5 separate regions of the Sus scrofa genome follow, and regions 1, 2, 4 and 5 are each linked to region 3. A link is a contact called in public Hi-C and HiChIP or PLAC-seq data. All regions are on one chromosome and are shown on one strand. The core of a region is the stretch at or near the end of the contact, and the rest is flanking DNA. Distances in the headings are between cores, read along the strand shown. Region 1 overlaps FOXN2 (forkhead box protein N2). Region 2 holds the start of FBXO11 (F-box only protein 11). Region 3 has its middle 170 kb from the start of FBXO11. Region 4 overlaps FOXN2 (forkhead box protein N2). Region 5 holds the start of FOXN2 (forkhead box protein N2).

Region 1 (2,700 bases), core at 129-2,628, 210 kb before region 3:
TCAACTACTTAGGAGTCCCTTTTTGTCTAACTGTGGTTAATAGTTGAGGATACAGAGTAAGTAATCTCCTGTTAAACAGAAAATGTATTACATTATGAATTCTAATAAGTATCTAAATGTAAATAGGAATTTAAAATATATTCCAAAGCTAACTTATTAGCTATATTAGATTATAATATCTCTATGCCTAATATGAATAAAAGATAAAGAAAAGTATGAGAGATATATACTATTCAGAATAATCTCTCCTGGTCCTTTTCCAAGACTCTTCAAGAAGAAATCTTTTACTCCTACCACACTCATGGCTCTGTTGTCACAGTTAAAATAGTACACAACTATGTTAAAATAGTACACAACTATGAAATGAAAGACTTCTCTATTGAGAAAGGAATTAATATATGTAACACTAGAAGATACAGGAGTTCCCTCTGTAGCTCAGCAAGTTAAGAACTGACATTGTCTCTGTGAGGATGCAGGTTTCATCCCTGCCCTTGCTCAGTGGGTTAAGGATCTGGCAGGCTGCAGATGGGGCTTGGATCCAGTGTTGCTATGGCTGTGGTACAGGCATGAAGCTGCAGCTCTGATTCCAGCCATAGGCCAGGAACTTTCAAATGCTGTAGGTGTGGCCATAAAAAGAAAAAAAAAAAAAAAAAAAGAAGAAGATATGGAACAGAAACTGAGAAGGCAGTGTATTTGAAGTTAAAATTGTGGAAGATAAAGCAATTTCATACTATAAAAAAGTCACAAAAGTAAAATCTAAATTATTATTCTTAATCTTATAATTAATTCTGGCAGTGGTGAAGCAGAGAGTTAAAGAGCATAAGATATTGCCTGGGTTCAAATTCCAGCTCTGCCACTCAACAGACTCTAAGCCATATCAATTTATAAATCTAATAGTGCCTACTTTCATAAGACTGTTAGTACCAATTAAATGAGAATATAAAGCACTCAGAATGAAGATAGAAAGTACACAATGAATACTAGTTATAGAGATGGAAATTATTACTGCTATTAATTTAAGAAATTTTTATTAGCCTTCTTCCTAAAGTAGTAGATTTCTAAATGTTATATCTCTCAAATACAGAAAAACTAGGGTATAAAATCAGTAACAAAGCTTTATTTTTTGGCTAGGACCGCAGCATGTTGAAGTTCCTGGGCCAGGGCTGAACCTGCGCCACAGCAGCAATCCAAGCTGCTGCAGTGACAATGGTGGACCCACTGTGCCACAAAGGAACTCCAATACTTTATATGTTTTGAAGTTTGGAAACTAAAAAAAAGAAAAAAAATCTAGTATTAAGGACGAATCTTCCTATGACCAATGACACACTCTTGTAAGGTAGTCAACTAAAATTAGCACTTCTCAGAAGAGCTGCAATAGCCACCTTCACTTCCTTATTCTGTTTCCATGAACTTCACTTATTATGTTATGTCAATTCTTTTACCAATCATGCTACATGACAGAACTTTTCTTCAAATCTTTCTAGTTTAATAACATAAAAGAATTTAAACCATATAAATTTTAAAAAACTCTTTTTTAGTATTTTGTTATTAATGGCTCCAAAAGGGTCTAAGTGCCTTTTAACATCTCTGTCTGATGCTAACATTCTAACACACACAAAAAAGAATTTATAAAAAAAAGTGAAGTAAATAACTACAGTATCTCTGTTTAAAATATGTTGAGTTTTCAGTGGCTAATGACATTCTCAGTAACAAAAAGATACAGTTGCAAATATAATGCTACACTCAAAACAGGACAGGATTATAAATATCTATATATAGTTTTATTTATTTGATTCCAACTAGTTCAGAATCTACTATCTTGGATCTACAGAATTCTTATCAAGTCACAATGTTCAAAATAACAATTTTCAAAATATTACTTACATTGTAAGTAAGTAATTTCAGGATAGTATCTACAGTATTTAATTTACTTATTTATTCATTTATTTATTTTTAGGGACACACCTGCAGCATATGCAGGTTCCAAGCTAGGGTGAGAACCAGAGCTGCAGCTCCTGACCAGATCCAAATTCGGGACCATCAGCCCACTGATCAAGGCCAGAGATCAAACCTGCATCCTCATGGATACTAGCTGGAATCTGCTGAGCCACAATGGAAACTCCTACAGTACTTTAAAAATACAGACTGGAGTTCCCATTAAGGCACAGAGGAAACAAATCCGACTAGCATTCATGAGGATGCAGATTCGATCCCTGGCCGTGCTCTGTGGGTCGGGAATCCAGCACTGCCGTTAAGCTGTGGTGTAGTTTTCAGAGGCAGCTTGGATTCCGCATTACTGTGGTGCAGGCTGGCAGCTGTAGCTCTGATTGACCCCAGCCTAGGAACTACCATATGCCGCAGGTGCAACCCTAAAAAGCTAAATAAATAAAAATATAGACTTATGGGAGTTCCTGCTGTGGCACAGTCAGTTAAGACTCCAACTGCAGCTGCTGCAGAGGTATGGGTTCAAACCCTGGTCCAGCTGCAGTGGGTTAAAGGATCTGGCATTGCTGCAGCTATGGCAGGGGTGGCATCTGTGTCTCATATTCAGTCCCTGGCTGGGGAACTTCTATGTGGCAGGAGTGGCCAAAACACACACACCACTCATATATATATAATTTATTTAACAACAAATCAGGCTCTTGGTCCAGTAATTCTAGTCAGCAATTCTCAACTCAGTCCAGTAAAATTTTAATGTAA
Region 2 (2,834 bases), core at 98-2,597, 170 kb after region 3:
AGGCCAGCAGCTGTAGCTCCGACTGGACCCTAGCCTGGGGACCTCCATATGCAGCGGGTGCGGCCCTAGAAAAGACAAAAATTTTTTAAATTAAAAAAAAAAAAGGTGAGGCGACCCTGATACCTAGAAAGATGCCTGGAGGCACATATCAAAATCAGAGACTCAAATATCCTACACGATACTGCCTCTCCCGGCTCTCTCCTGCCTCCCCAAATCCACTCTCCCCAGTCACCTTTACTTCCCTTATGTACTTTGTAACACAGTCATCTATCTCAAACCTAAGACAGCAACTGATCAAACTCAAATGAAAAAATCACCCAAAGGCCTGAAAAGAAGGGAATCAGGTAAACTGCCAGTTTTACCATAGCCAGTCAATGATAAACAAAAGAGAAAGAAGAGAATTGAGAAAGGGTATCTTTTTAGTCTTTACAACAGCAGCAAGGGAATAAAAACGCATTTTCCTTGGGGAGAGATTATGCTGAGGGGACCAGATACAGACACAAAAGATAATTCCCCCTGGGTTTTTTTCTTTTGCTTTGCGTTTGTGAGATCTACACACATACACACACAATTACAACCTCAACACTTTTACTTCTCTCTTCTTCTCACATATTATTTTCCCAAATATTATATTGACCACACTGCCCAAAAGTAAATTTACCTTTTTGGTAATACCTTACCTATTACGTATTGACCACACCTTTTCAAGATCTTGATGACTCCTATTATACTACGACTGGGAACCGACTCCAAACTTCGGTTACCAAGCTTAAAGATCGGTAAAGTGGATCTCCAAGGTTCTCAAATACCCTCAGCTTGACTAAAGGGCACAGAATCTCTAGCGCTCCCTACAGCTCAGACTTTGAACCTACCTACCACAAGAAGCCTAAATTATCAAAGATTGGCTACCTTGCTCCACTTTTTTTTTTTTTTTCCGCTTAAAAAATCGGGTGAAGGAAAGGGGGGATAGGCTGAAACAGCGAACCGAAGGATTAATCACTTCTCCCCATTACATCAGCAGCCCCCGCCCTTTCCTCCCAGCACCTCCTCTCCTAGAATCGTCGCTACGCACTAACGCTCTCTTCGCCCACCCCCCGCTCTATTATATGCCCTGATACCTCCCCATTATCACCCGCCCCGCCACACTCCCCCTTTCCTCCTTCCCCCTCCTTGGCGGGGGAGGGAGAAACCCGAGAGAGGAAACAGGGCGTTGAAGGAAGGGACTTGGCGATAAGAGCGGAAGCCCCATTGGGCCGAAGGTTGTATGAACGCCTCCCATTGGCTGCTTGGCCGGAATCCCCTCCTCTCTTCTTCCCCGCCCATTCGCCCCTCCCCCCGCCGCCCCGCGGCCCTCCCCTGCGCCCCCGGCCAGCCCCGCGGCGGGGAGGGACCGACTGGGCGAGAGGTGGCTCCGGCGGTGTCAATGGCTCCTCCTGCCACGGAGCAGCAGCAGAAGCAACGGCGACGGGGCTGAAGAGGAGGAGGAGGAAAGGTTCCTTTAAGGAGGAGGAACGACGACGCCTCTTTTTCCCCCTATCTCCTCCCTTCATACTCATTTCCCCTTCGCCGAGGAGAGAAGGGGGGGAGGAGAGAGAAGAGGCCGAAGAAAGAGAAAAAATTCCTCTCAGAAATCTCTTTCAGGGGGTGCGGGGGGGAGGAAGAGGGAAAAAAAGAGCCGGGCGCCCCCTGCTCCCTCCCTCCCTTCTCTCCTTCTCTTCTCCTCCTTCTCCCTTCCTCGCCCGCCCGCCCACTCCCCCCCGCCGCCGGAGACGCCGCTCGGGAGTCGGCGGGACCGGGGTCTGTCTCCTCTGCCGCCGACGCCGCGCTTCGCCTCGGGATCCCCAGGCGGGCAGACGCCCTTTCTTTCTTTCTCTCCCTCTGCCCGTCTTTCTGTCTCCGTCCCTCGCGGCCGCCCCGCCCGGCGGCCTCGGCCTTCCCCGTGCGTCAGGCCCGCCCGCCCGGCCTCGCTCGGTCTCTGTCTGTCTCCACGGGCCTTTCTCTTGACTAGGGGTCTCGCTCGCCCCTCCGCCCTTACCGTCTCCCCTTCCCCTCTCCCCCTTTCCTTCCTCCTCCCCTCTCCCCACCCCCTTCTCCTACTCCGGAGCTCGCGGTGCGTGTGCGTGTGTGTGTGTGTCCCTCCGCCAAAGCCGCCACCTCAGCCCGGCAAATGAACTCCGTCCGAGCCGCCAACCGGAGACCCAGGCGAGTGTCGCGGCCGCGCCCGGTGCAGCAGCAGCAGCAGCCCCCGCAGCAGCCGCCGCCGCAGCCGCCCCAGCAGCCGCCGCAGCAGCAGCCTCCGCCGCCGCCGCAGCAGCAGCAGCAGCAGCCTCCGCCGCCACCACCGCCGCCTCCGCCGCTGCCCCAGGAGCGGAACAACGCCGGCGAGCGGGGTAAGGCCGCGCTCTCTCCCTGCCTCCCGCCGGCTTGGGCGCCCGACCGGCCGGGACCCGCGGGGAGGGAGGCCAGGGCGGGCGGGGGCGGCCTGTGCGCCCGAGGGTGGGAGCCGGAGGCTGAGTGGAGGCGGGTCCCCCGTTGCCGCAGTGTCAGCCCGGCCGGGGCCCCGGCCGGCAGGAAAAGCCGTGGCTTCCCCACTCGCTCCGGCTCTAGCTCAGGCCGCGCTTTGTTTGGTTTCGGGGACTCGGTACCCTCTCTCCCCACCCATCCCTCTGGCTTCTCCGCTCGCTCACGAACCTCGCAGGAGTCTGTTGGTGGGTGGGGGGAAGGCGAAGGGTGGGATTTCCCCCTTTTCGGAAGCCTTCCACCGTTTGGTCTCCCGCTTGTAATAGAAGGTGCGGGGAACGACTAGGAGTGATAGGGTGGTGGGGCTGGCTGGG
Region 3 (2,700 bases), core at 64-2,563:
GCTATGGCTGTAGTGTAGGCTAGGAGTTGTAGCTTGGATTCGACCCCTAGCCTGGGAACCTCCATGTGTCATGAGTGTGGCCCTTAAAAAAAAAAAAAAAAAAAAAAAAAAAGTAGTACATTAAAGGACACACCAAAGATCAAAAGATCACATAGTCTGTGTCATCTGCCTTGTCCCCTGCAATATTTCAGTGCCTAGGCAAGTTCTTGGTATATAACATGCACTCAGTAAACAATTGTGGAAGGGAAGAAAGAAGGCAGGCCAAGCTAACCCAGTTCTCCAGCACACATTCAAAGGCAAGAGGAGTCTAAAATATCCTTGGTCTTCCCCACCCCACCCACAGTGTGTAAGTACAATCATAGCACCAAGTATGTCTTTCTTTATACTTGACCCAGCTGTCTCCCAGTGGTGCAGTGAGAGCTACCTAAGGAGGTACTTTGGTGCTTTGGAGAAATGTAGATCTGGATTCAGCTCCCTGCTTGACTATTTAAGAGTTGTGTGGCCTTGGGCAAATTACTCATCTCTAAGCCTTTGATTTCTCCATGGTAAAAGGAGATAATGATAGTGTGTAAGGCTTTGAAATGGTAATCAATCATTTGTGGTACATGTTCAGACAATGCTCACTCTTACTATTACTCCCAATCCACAGCCCAGAAGGGTGGGCAGATAAGTAGCTAACCGAGGGGAGGCTGGGGCAGTTGACACCTGCTGTTCTGAGTTTCCCTTGCCTGCTCCCTAGTGCTGGCCAAAGACCCTGGCTGGAGAAGCAGGGAATCAGCCCTGGGCTGCCACGGTAAGGCCAAGGGTTAGAAGATGGAGGCCTGGCTAACCAGGCCCAGGCTCTGCTCAACCCAGGAGGGTTCCAAACACCACATTTGGAACTTCACCCTGTGACTTAGAGGTGGGAATCTATGTATTTCCTAATAACTCTGTTTCAAAGCAAGTTTACTTCTGACTGAGACAAACGTGGGTGTGGTGGGTTCCTTGTATTCAAAACGAAACAAAAGAAAAGAAAACAAAGAGCACCCCCTCCCCCAAGCCCGGAAGGCCTGTAGACCTTTTCCCAGGCAAAATGTGCGAAAAGAGGAGGGAGCGCCTTTGTGGGTGCTGTCCTGATTTAGAGCTTAGGAGCACAGCCCTCTCCAGCCCTCCTCAAGTCTGAGGTTCCAAGCTGTTAAAAGCACTGGGGTCCCAGGGGCGGGGTGGATGAGATTTGTTCAGCCCATCCCCAGTCTCAGCGGCTTGCTCAGCCGGTCCCACGCAGGGGAGGACCAGAGCACCGCTGGGTTGGACGCACCCCACCCGGGGAAGCACCCGCTCTCCCTGCCGGAATCCCTGGAATGTCGCCGGTCCAGGAAGTGTCTATCCGGGCTCTATGCAGAGGGAGGGGTTAAAACCTGGAATTTCTCGGGGTGCTTTTGCACATATTCCCCTCAAGCTTTTCAGCCCCATGAAGTTGAAGCTCACGGGGGTGAGAAGGAAGCCGCCTACTTCTTCCCCTGGCCGACTTTGTCTCAGGAAGGTTCGCAATCCCAGCTCTGTGAGTATCCAAACGATCCCTTCTTTGTGTCTGAGGGAGGAAGTCCTTCCAGTCTGGAAACCCACGTGGCCAGCTCAGGCAGGTGTTTCCAGCTGGATTGTCGCCATCTTGTGGCAGGATTGGGTGGCCACACTGGGCGACTGGCTAGGGCTAGCCTGCTGGCAACTTTCTTGGATCCCCAAAGTACCTTTCCTTCTTTCCCCTGACCAGCTAGGAATGGAAATTTTTAAATCGTGTTCCCTGGGCATAGGAGTTGAACTCAGAGGCATCTGCCCCCTCCTCGGCTAATTGCATGCATGCCTCTTCCTAAAGACAGCCAACAGTTAGTTGGAGAGACCAGCCTTATTAAGGAGCTCTTCTTCCTCCTGAGGCACCAAAACCAACCTGAATGAGGTGCCAAACCCCAACCAATTTCCCATGATACAAACTAATGATTAAGAAGACAGTCTTGTTCCTACTAGTTAGTAATGTTATTATGCTTGATGAGTATTATTAAAGGACCCCTGTTATTAAAGACTCCCTGTTATTATTGTATTATTACTTAGCATTTATAATGTATTTTGTATTTTCAAAACACACGGACTATTATCTCCTTGGGCTTTTTTCAAACACTCCAGAGAAGCAGGCAGGTGGCAGCTTCGTTTTTATAAAATAGGGAAACTGAGGCACTGTAATTAGTGCTGAATTCATGGATTGATGAGTCACTGAACAGTAGTCATTTCTTCCTGGATGATTACTGCCTTACTCCAAAGTGTTTTAGATACCAGTAAATGTTGAATAGACACCCTACCTTGGGAAACTAGTTTCACTCACTTTTACAACCCATTGTAATTACATTAGAAACCCAGTCCTAGAAGTTTTAAAACTTACAAGTCATTTACTCATTGTATTGAGCATATGGGTGATGTTAATTGCATTTTATTTTATTTTTACAAGTTAAACACAACCCATTAAAAAAAAACAGATGTTACAATCGGTAAACCAGATGTATCTTGATTTGGAGAATAAACTGGTTTTCATGACATTTGTTCATCATGAAAATACCCATTCATTAGATATAACAAGAATAAAAAAAGATAATAAAAAACCCACCATCTTCTTTTAAAGTCTATCAGAACAAGAAAAATTATTTTTTGCTTTCAGACTTTGTTTTCTCTTTT
Region 4 (2,700 bases), core at 85-2,584, 230 kb before region 3:
ATAAAAATAAAGGAAAATACACCTAAGCACATCGCAGTCAAACTTCTGCAAAGTAGTGATAAAAAGAAAAATCTTTTAGACAGATAGTAAAAACAAAACATTATAGACAGAAGAACAAAGAATGGCAGCAGACGTTTCACCAGAAACTATGCAAGGCAGAAGAGAATAATGTCTTTGAAGTACTTAAAAAAAACAATAACTATCAACCTATAATTCTATACCCATCCCCCACAAAAAGGTTTAAAAAAAAAATCCATTGCTAGTAGACCTGAACTACAAGAAATGTCAAATGAACTTCTCTGGGAAAAAGCAATTAATCCAGATAGGGCAACAGGATCAGTCAACTTTTTCTGTAAAAGGCCAAATAATAAGTGAAATAATATTATTTGAAGGTAGACTGTAATAAATTAAAAACTGAAAGCTGTAGAGCAACCACTAAAAAGAAAAGAAAAAAGAAAAGGGAATAGCTAATAAGCCATTAGAAGAGAGAAAACTGAATCATAAAAAATACTCAATTGACAAACAGGCAGGGAAAGTTAAAAAAGGGAAAAAGAACAGATACAGCAAATAGAAAACAAGTAGGAATTCCTGTTGTGATTCAGTGGGTTAAGAACTGAAAGTAATGTCTGTCCATGAAGATGTGGGTTCAATTCCTGGCCTTGCTCAGTAGGTTAAGGATCCAGCATTTTGGCAAGATGCAGCATAGGTTACAGTTGCAGCTCAGAACTGGTGTTGCTATGGTTGTGGTGTAGGCTGGCAGCTGCAGCTCTGATTCGACCTCTGAGCCAGGGAACTTCCATGTGCCACAGGTATGGCCGTAAAAAGAAAAAAAAAAGAAAGAAAACTAGTAGCAATGATAGATTTAAATCTAGCCATATCAAGTACATTCCAATTATAAGGCAGAGACTGTCATGTTGAATAAATAAGAATAATATAAGTATAGTGACAGGAACACTACAGAAACTAAGAATAGAAAGTTGGAACATTAAAAAAACTAATTTATGTACCTATAGTAGACTGAATATAGTTCTGCCAGGTTTATATCAGTACTGAAGAAATTTAAAAACATCTTAAGTGCAAGCAAATGGTGAATATAATTAAGCTCAAGCTGAAGTAATGTGACTTGAATATTTTTCATCTTCCTTTGATTTCCTGTATTTTAAGATCTCTGTTAATTCTCCCCAAATATCCCTAACATGTTCATAAATACTGACCTTGCCATGGCTTCTTTCCACTTTCTGAAAACACTTATTCAGAGACAGATTATGTCGAACAGAATTCTTCCAGCCTGTTGGTGCAGTTGCAAAATATGGGAAGCGGTTCAGAATCCAGCTATAAATTTCTTTGACAGGCAAACATTTATTTGGAGAGTGTTCAATGGCCATATAAATGAGAAGACTAAAGGAGTATGGGGGCTTTGAAGTTGCTGATTTTTTTTCTGGGTTCTGATAGCATGTTGGTCCTAAGGATGGCACATCATCTCCCTCTATGTCATACAATGGACTAACAACTGGAAGACCCTCACTTCCAAAGGTGAAGTTTGTTAGGAGATTAGTACTTTCATGAAGCCAGTTCAAGTTTGTGAGTTCATCATCTGCTGACTCACTGTCCACTAGAGTAGCCTTTGGCCTGGCAGCATCAACAGCTTCAGGCAAGCTTCCCATTTTGTAAATCTGGCTCAGTCCTGCAATCTTTTCAGCTCCTGGGGTTTCAGCTCTCTTTTCTGGAGTCATTCCAATTACTGGACCCATTTACTCTTACAACTCTGCAACAAAAGAAAACAATTCTCAATCAATGTAATACTCAAGATTCATAAACTCATGGAAAAAGGAAATGCATATTTAAATATCCCCAAATCAGAGAAATTTTGCAATCAATATTTAAACACAATATTGATAAAACAGACACTAAAGTTTACAATACATATTCATATTCTGTAAAAATGACTAAATAAAATGCAGCATTATAGCACAATATGTACAAGGGATATTAACAAAATTAAATAATGTATTTTGAATACTTAACAAGAATCCTAGTCCATAGTAACTGCCTAATAAGTAATGGCTGTTATTACTAACAATGAACGATTTCTCTGAATTATACAACTATGTACTACTTGTCTTAAGGATCTATGACTTCACTGTAATAGCCATACATATGGCTCAATACAGACAAAAACCAGATTTAAAATAAAGTTTAACCAATAATTCCAAATAAACCCTTTCCTAAAATTTGAAATACTTTTACTATAAAGAAATAATTTCTAATATTTTATAGTGTATCATATGAAAAAGATAACATTTCTTAACCACTAAATTCATTATCAGGAAAAATATATTTACTATAAATTTATTACTTAATTTTAAACTGCATCTTTTAAAAATTTTTTGTCTTTTGTCTTTTTAGGGCTGCACCCACAGCACATGGAGGTTCCCAGGCTAGGGATCTAATTGGAGCTACAGCTGCAGGCCTATACCACAGCCACAGCAACATGAGATCTAAGTCCCGTCTGCAACCTACACCACAGCTCATAGCAACGCTGGATCCTTAACCCACTGAGCAAGGCCAGGGATCGAACCCGCAACCTCACGTTTCCTAGTTGGATTCATTTCTGCTGCACCAAGATGGGAACTCATAAACTGCAGTACTTTTAGCTCTCTCTTCCTTATTATCTCATCAAGTACTGATAGTGAAAGGCTG
Region 5 (2,781 bases), core at 115-2,614, 190 kb before region 3:
GGGGTGGAACTGAGTAAAATGGAACACAACGCACATGGGCCGCGGTCCCCTGACTCCCACCGTCCTCCCGGGTTCCAGACTCGCGGATGCTGCGGTGGGGAGAACTCAAAAAGCTGAACTATCTCACACACGCCCTCACGACCTCTCACCTTCCCAGGAAAGAGGACTTAAGGGCAGAGATAACCACCGGGCCAAGAGAAGCCGCGAACAGGAAGTGTCCATATTGCTGCGCAAAAACACTAACTCCCACCCTACCAAAACGGCCCCCCTCAGAGGCCCCGGGGGCGCCTGCTGAAGGAGTGGCCAGAGGGTGCCGAGCTCGGCCACCCCCACATCCGGGACCCGCCCCTGCCCACTCCAACGCCCGGTCGCCCCACTGCTCGAAGTTCATTCCCGGCCGCGCCCGGCGCCTCCCCGGCCACTATTTGGCCGGGCCCAGCCAGTCTGCCCGGTCCCGGACAGGACCCCACGCCTGGCACGTCTCGCTGCACTTCAAGCCGGGGGAGGGGGTGTTGCAAAGACTCTCGGCGGGTTTGGGGCGCTTCCTCTAATAACTGGCCCTGAGTCGAGCCTTAAGCTTCCTCAGAGCCAACTCCGAGCCTTTCCGAACAGCCGGCACCCCTCCCGGGCGATCATTACCACTCAGGAAAAACTAACTCCTCACGGAGCCGCACCCCCTCAGTTCACCACCCCCCGGGAGCCCACACAACCCAAGCCGCACGCAAGAGAGAACTCTGCGCCGGCGCCAATTCCTCCCCGGACAAAAATGTCCGGACGCGTCACGGGACAGCCGCCTCCGCGCCCCACACCCGGCGCCTGCCGCACGCGCTGCCTCCACGCCCGGGAGCGGCTCCGCGAGTCCGCGCGGGGAGCGCGAACGCCGGGCGGCGCCGGCTGGGGAGGGCTACGCTCCGCCTGGGACTCACCATCAGCTCGGCCGCGGCAGCGGAGAGGCGAGGGACAGGCAGGGGAAGACACAATATGGCAGAGAACCGCAGCTGCTCCCGGCGGCTTCCAGCAGCCGCCTCCGGGAAGACGCGGCGAGAAGGCAGCAGCAGCTGCGGTGGCAGCAGCGGCAGTACCACATCCCCCCTCCCGCTCGCTTCCTCCCCCTCCCTCTACCCTCCCCCGCTGCTATGGCAACGCGGCGCCAAGGAGATTAGCCCCGCCCCTCCCTCTGGTCCCCGCCTCCAGCGACCCCTAGGGAGGGGGTTCCACCAGTCTCTCCCTGTCCCCTCCCACTTCCTACCGAAGGGCCGGTCCGGGACCGGCTGGCTGCCCAGAACTGCGGGTGGGAGAGGAAAAGGGGGTAGATGCGGTGTCCGGAAGGGCGGGGCTCGCACGGAAGGCAGGGCGGAGACGTTGTGGGCCAGTCGGGTTTCGGGCTGAGGAAGGGCTGGGGAAGGCGGGAAAATGGAAAGGCCTCGCCCGTCCCGGAAGGACCTATAGGAGTGCAGCAGTGCGCGGCGCGACTGCTGAGTGGCCGAGGTGGTGTGGGGGCGGGGCGAGATGAGGCGGGACGAGCGTGGCGGTCTGGCTGGGGCGACCCGCGGAGGCTGCGGTGGGACTGTAGCGACGACCGCAACAGCGCGAGCTTCAGTGGGTTTCTTCAAGAGCTTTCCGCCATTGACCAGGCTTTGAAAGCGCTTTACGAACGGTAAAGCATTAATAGACACTTAAAGTCGTATCACCCGCGCTTGACTGAAATTTTATGTGGCGATTAAAGTTAACGTGTGTGAGACAAAAAAAAAAAAAAAAAGATTTTGGTATAAGATTCAAAATTTAATAAGCATAGCATTTACTGACCTCTCACAGAGTGCTAGGTACAGGGCTAAGTTCTTTACGTGCATTGTCATAATCATAATGCTGAGACACATTGCCACATAAAACACAGGCGACCCCCGTTAAATCTGAATTTCAGGCAAATGTGGAATAGCTTTTTAGCATAAGAATGTTCCCTTTGGTATATACCTTCCAGTTTTGTTTTGTTTGCTAAATCCACCAACGCTATTCTAATTCTTACTAATTCCCACTTTACAGATAGAGAAACTGAGGCGGACAAAACTAAGACTCCATTTTACATTGTCATTTTGACCCTGATAATTAAATATCTGAATTCCTATATCCACATCTTCAAAAACTAGAGTAATGATGCTTTTCTCACAAATGTGTTTGAATGAATTTTTTTAAGGGTATGTGAGAGAGACCTGGACAGTGATTGAGGCATGCTAGGTAGGTGCTAACAGAAGTTCATTTCCTTCCAGAACAATGAATGTTAACTGTTTATGTGCCAGGCTCTAAGTATAAAGTGAGCAGAATATGAAACAAGATGCCTACTGATAATGAAACAAATTAAGCTGTAAGGATGACACAGACACCAAAGAATTATAGGTGTTAACAGTATACAGTAACAAAAATGGAAGTGGTTGACCCTCTCATTCCACAGATGAAAACACCATGTCTACATGATTGTCCAAAGTCATCTACCACTTCCATTTGTTTTTTATTACACTGTCCTGGAGGACAATCCATAGGTGCATTCAGAGTAAGAGACCACAGGATTTCCCTCTGTGGCTCAGACATTAATGAACCTGAATAGTATCCGTGAGGTTCAATGCCTGGCTTTGCTCAGTGGGTCAATGATCCGGCATTGCTGGGAGCTTTGGTGTAGGTCAAAGATGCAGCTTGGATCCACTTTGCTATGGCTCTGGCATAGGCCAGCATCTACAGCTCTGATTTGAGCCCTAGCCTGGGAACCTCCATATGCTGCAGGTGTGGCCC

The links. Hi-C and Micro-C count contacts between places; a contact is called where the count stands out from the background. HiChIP or PLAC-seq counts read pairs in DNA pulled down with a chosen protein or histone mark.
Region 1: an H3K27ac HiChIP or PLAC-seq map of alveolar macrophages shows a contact between it and region 3. The contact joins two enhancer-like sites. A contact is called at or near these places in 2 of 47 Hi-C or Micro-C datasets (embryonic fibroblasts and fetal skeletal muscle) and 1 of 2 datasets of contacts at active chromatin or transcription factors (alveolar macrophages).
Region 2: a Hi-C map of liver shows a contact between it and region 3, with 4 times the contacts expected there. The contact joins the promoter of FBXO11 here to the enhancer-like site in region 3. A contact is called at or near these places in 2 of 5 promoter capture datasets (fetal liver and liver), 10 of 47 Hi-C or Micro-C datasets (alveolar macrophages, brain, embryonic fibroblasts and 4 more) and 2 of 2 datasets of contacts at active chromatin or transcription factors (alveolar macrophages and skeletal muscle).
Region 4: a contact with region 3 is called in an H3K27ac HiChIP or PLAC-seq map of alveolar macrophages. The contact joins two enhancer-like sites. A contact is called at or near these places in 3 of 47 Hi-C or Micro-C datasets (embryonic fibroblasts, skeletal muscle and subcutaneous adipose tissue) and 1 of 2 datasets of contacts at active chromatin or transcription factors (alveolar macrophages).
Region 5: a contact with region 3 is called in an H3K27ac HiChIP or PLAC-seq map of alveolar macrophages. The contact joins the promoter of FOXN2 here to the enhancer-like site in region 3. A contact is called at or near these places in 2 of 5 promoter capture datasets (fetal skeletal muscle and liver), 9 of 47 Hi-C or Micro-C datasets (alveolar macrophages, embryonic fibroblasts, fetal skeletal muscle and 5 more) and 2 of 2 datasets of contacts at active chromatin or transcription factors (alveolar macrophages and skeletal muscle).

The regions. Positions count from the first base shown.
Region 1 is chr3:92,314,318-92,317,017 of Sscrofa11.1, forward strand. The region is part of intron 1 of FOXN2 (forkhead box protein N2); the gene reads right to left. Among named protein-coding and RNA genes, the nearest start is that of FOXN2, 21 kb to the right of the region's middle. Within about 2 kb of position 1,379, at least 8 of the 83 cell types and tissues checked have an H3K27ac peak or open chromatin away from gene starts, as enhancers often do. A contact at or near this core is called in alveolar macrophages, where this site is marked.
Region 2 is chr3:92,695,055-92,697,888 of Sscrofa11.1, forward strand. It overlaps FBXO11 (F-box only protein 11), which reads left to right and starts at 1,348. Exons shown (of 23, transcript XM_003354838.5): 1 at 1,348-2,390. The coding sequence starts at 2,168.
Region 3 is chr3:92,524,173-92,526,872 of Sscrofa11.1, forward strand. No RefSeq gene overlaps it. Among named protein-coding and RNA genes, the nearest start is that of FBXO11, 170 kb to the right of the region's middle. Within about 2 kb of position 1,314, at least 59 of the 83 cell types and tissues checked have an H3K27ac peak or open chromatin away from gene starts, as enhancers often do. A contact at or near this core is called in alveolar macrophages, brain, fetal liver and 6 more, where this site is marked.
Region 4 is chr3:92,298,022-92,300,721 of Sscrofa11.1, forward strand. FOXN2 (forkhead box protein N2) reads right to left here. Exons shown (of 6, transcript XM_013987898.2): 2 at 1,215-1,765. The coding sequence starts at 1,751. Among named protein-coding and RNA genes, the nearest start is that of FOXN2, 38 kb to the right of the region's middle. Within about 2 kb of position 1,335, at least 19 of the 83 cell types and tissues checked have an H3K27ac peak or open chromatin away from gene starts, as enhancers often do. A contact at or near this core is called in alveolar macrophages, skeletal muscle and subcutaneous adipose tissue, where this site is marked.
Region 5 is chr3:92,335,753-92,338,533 of Sscrofa11.1, forward strand. It overlaps FOXN2 (forkhead box protein N2), which reads right to left and starts at 1,365. Exons shown (of 6, transcript XM_013987898.2): 1 at 1,250-1,365.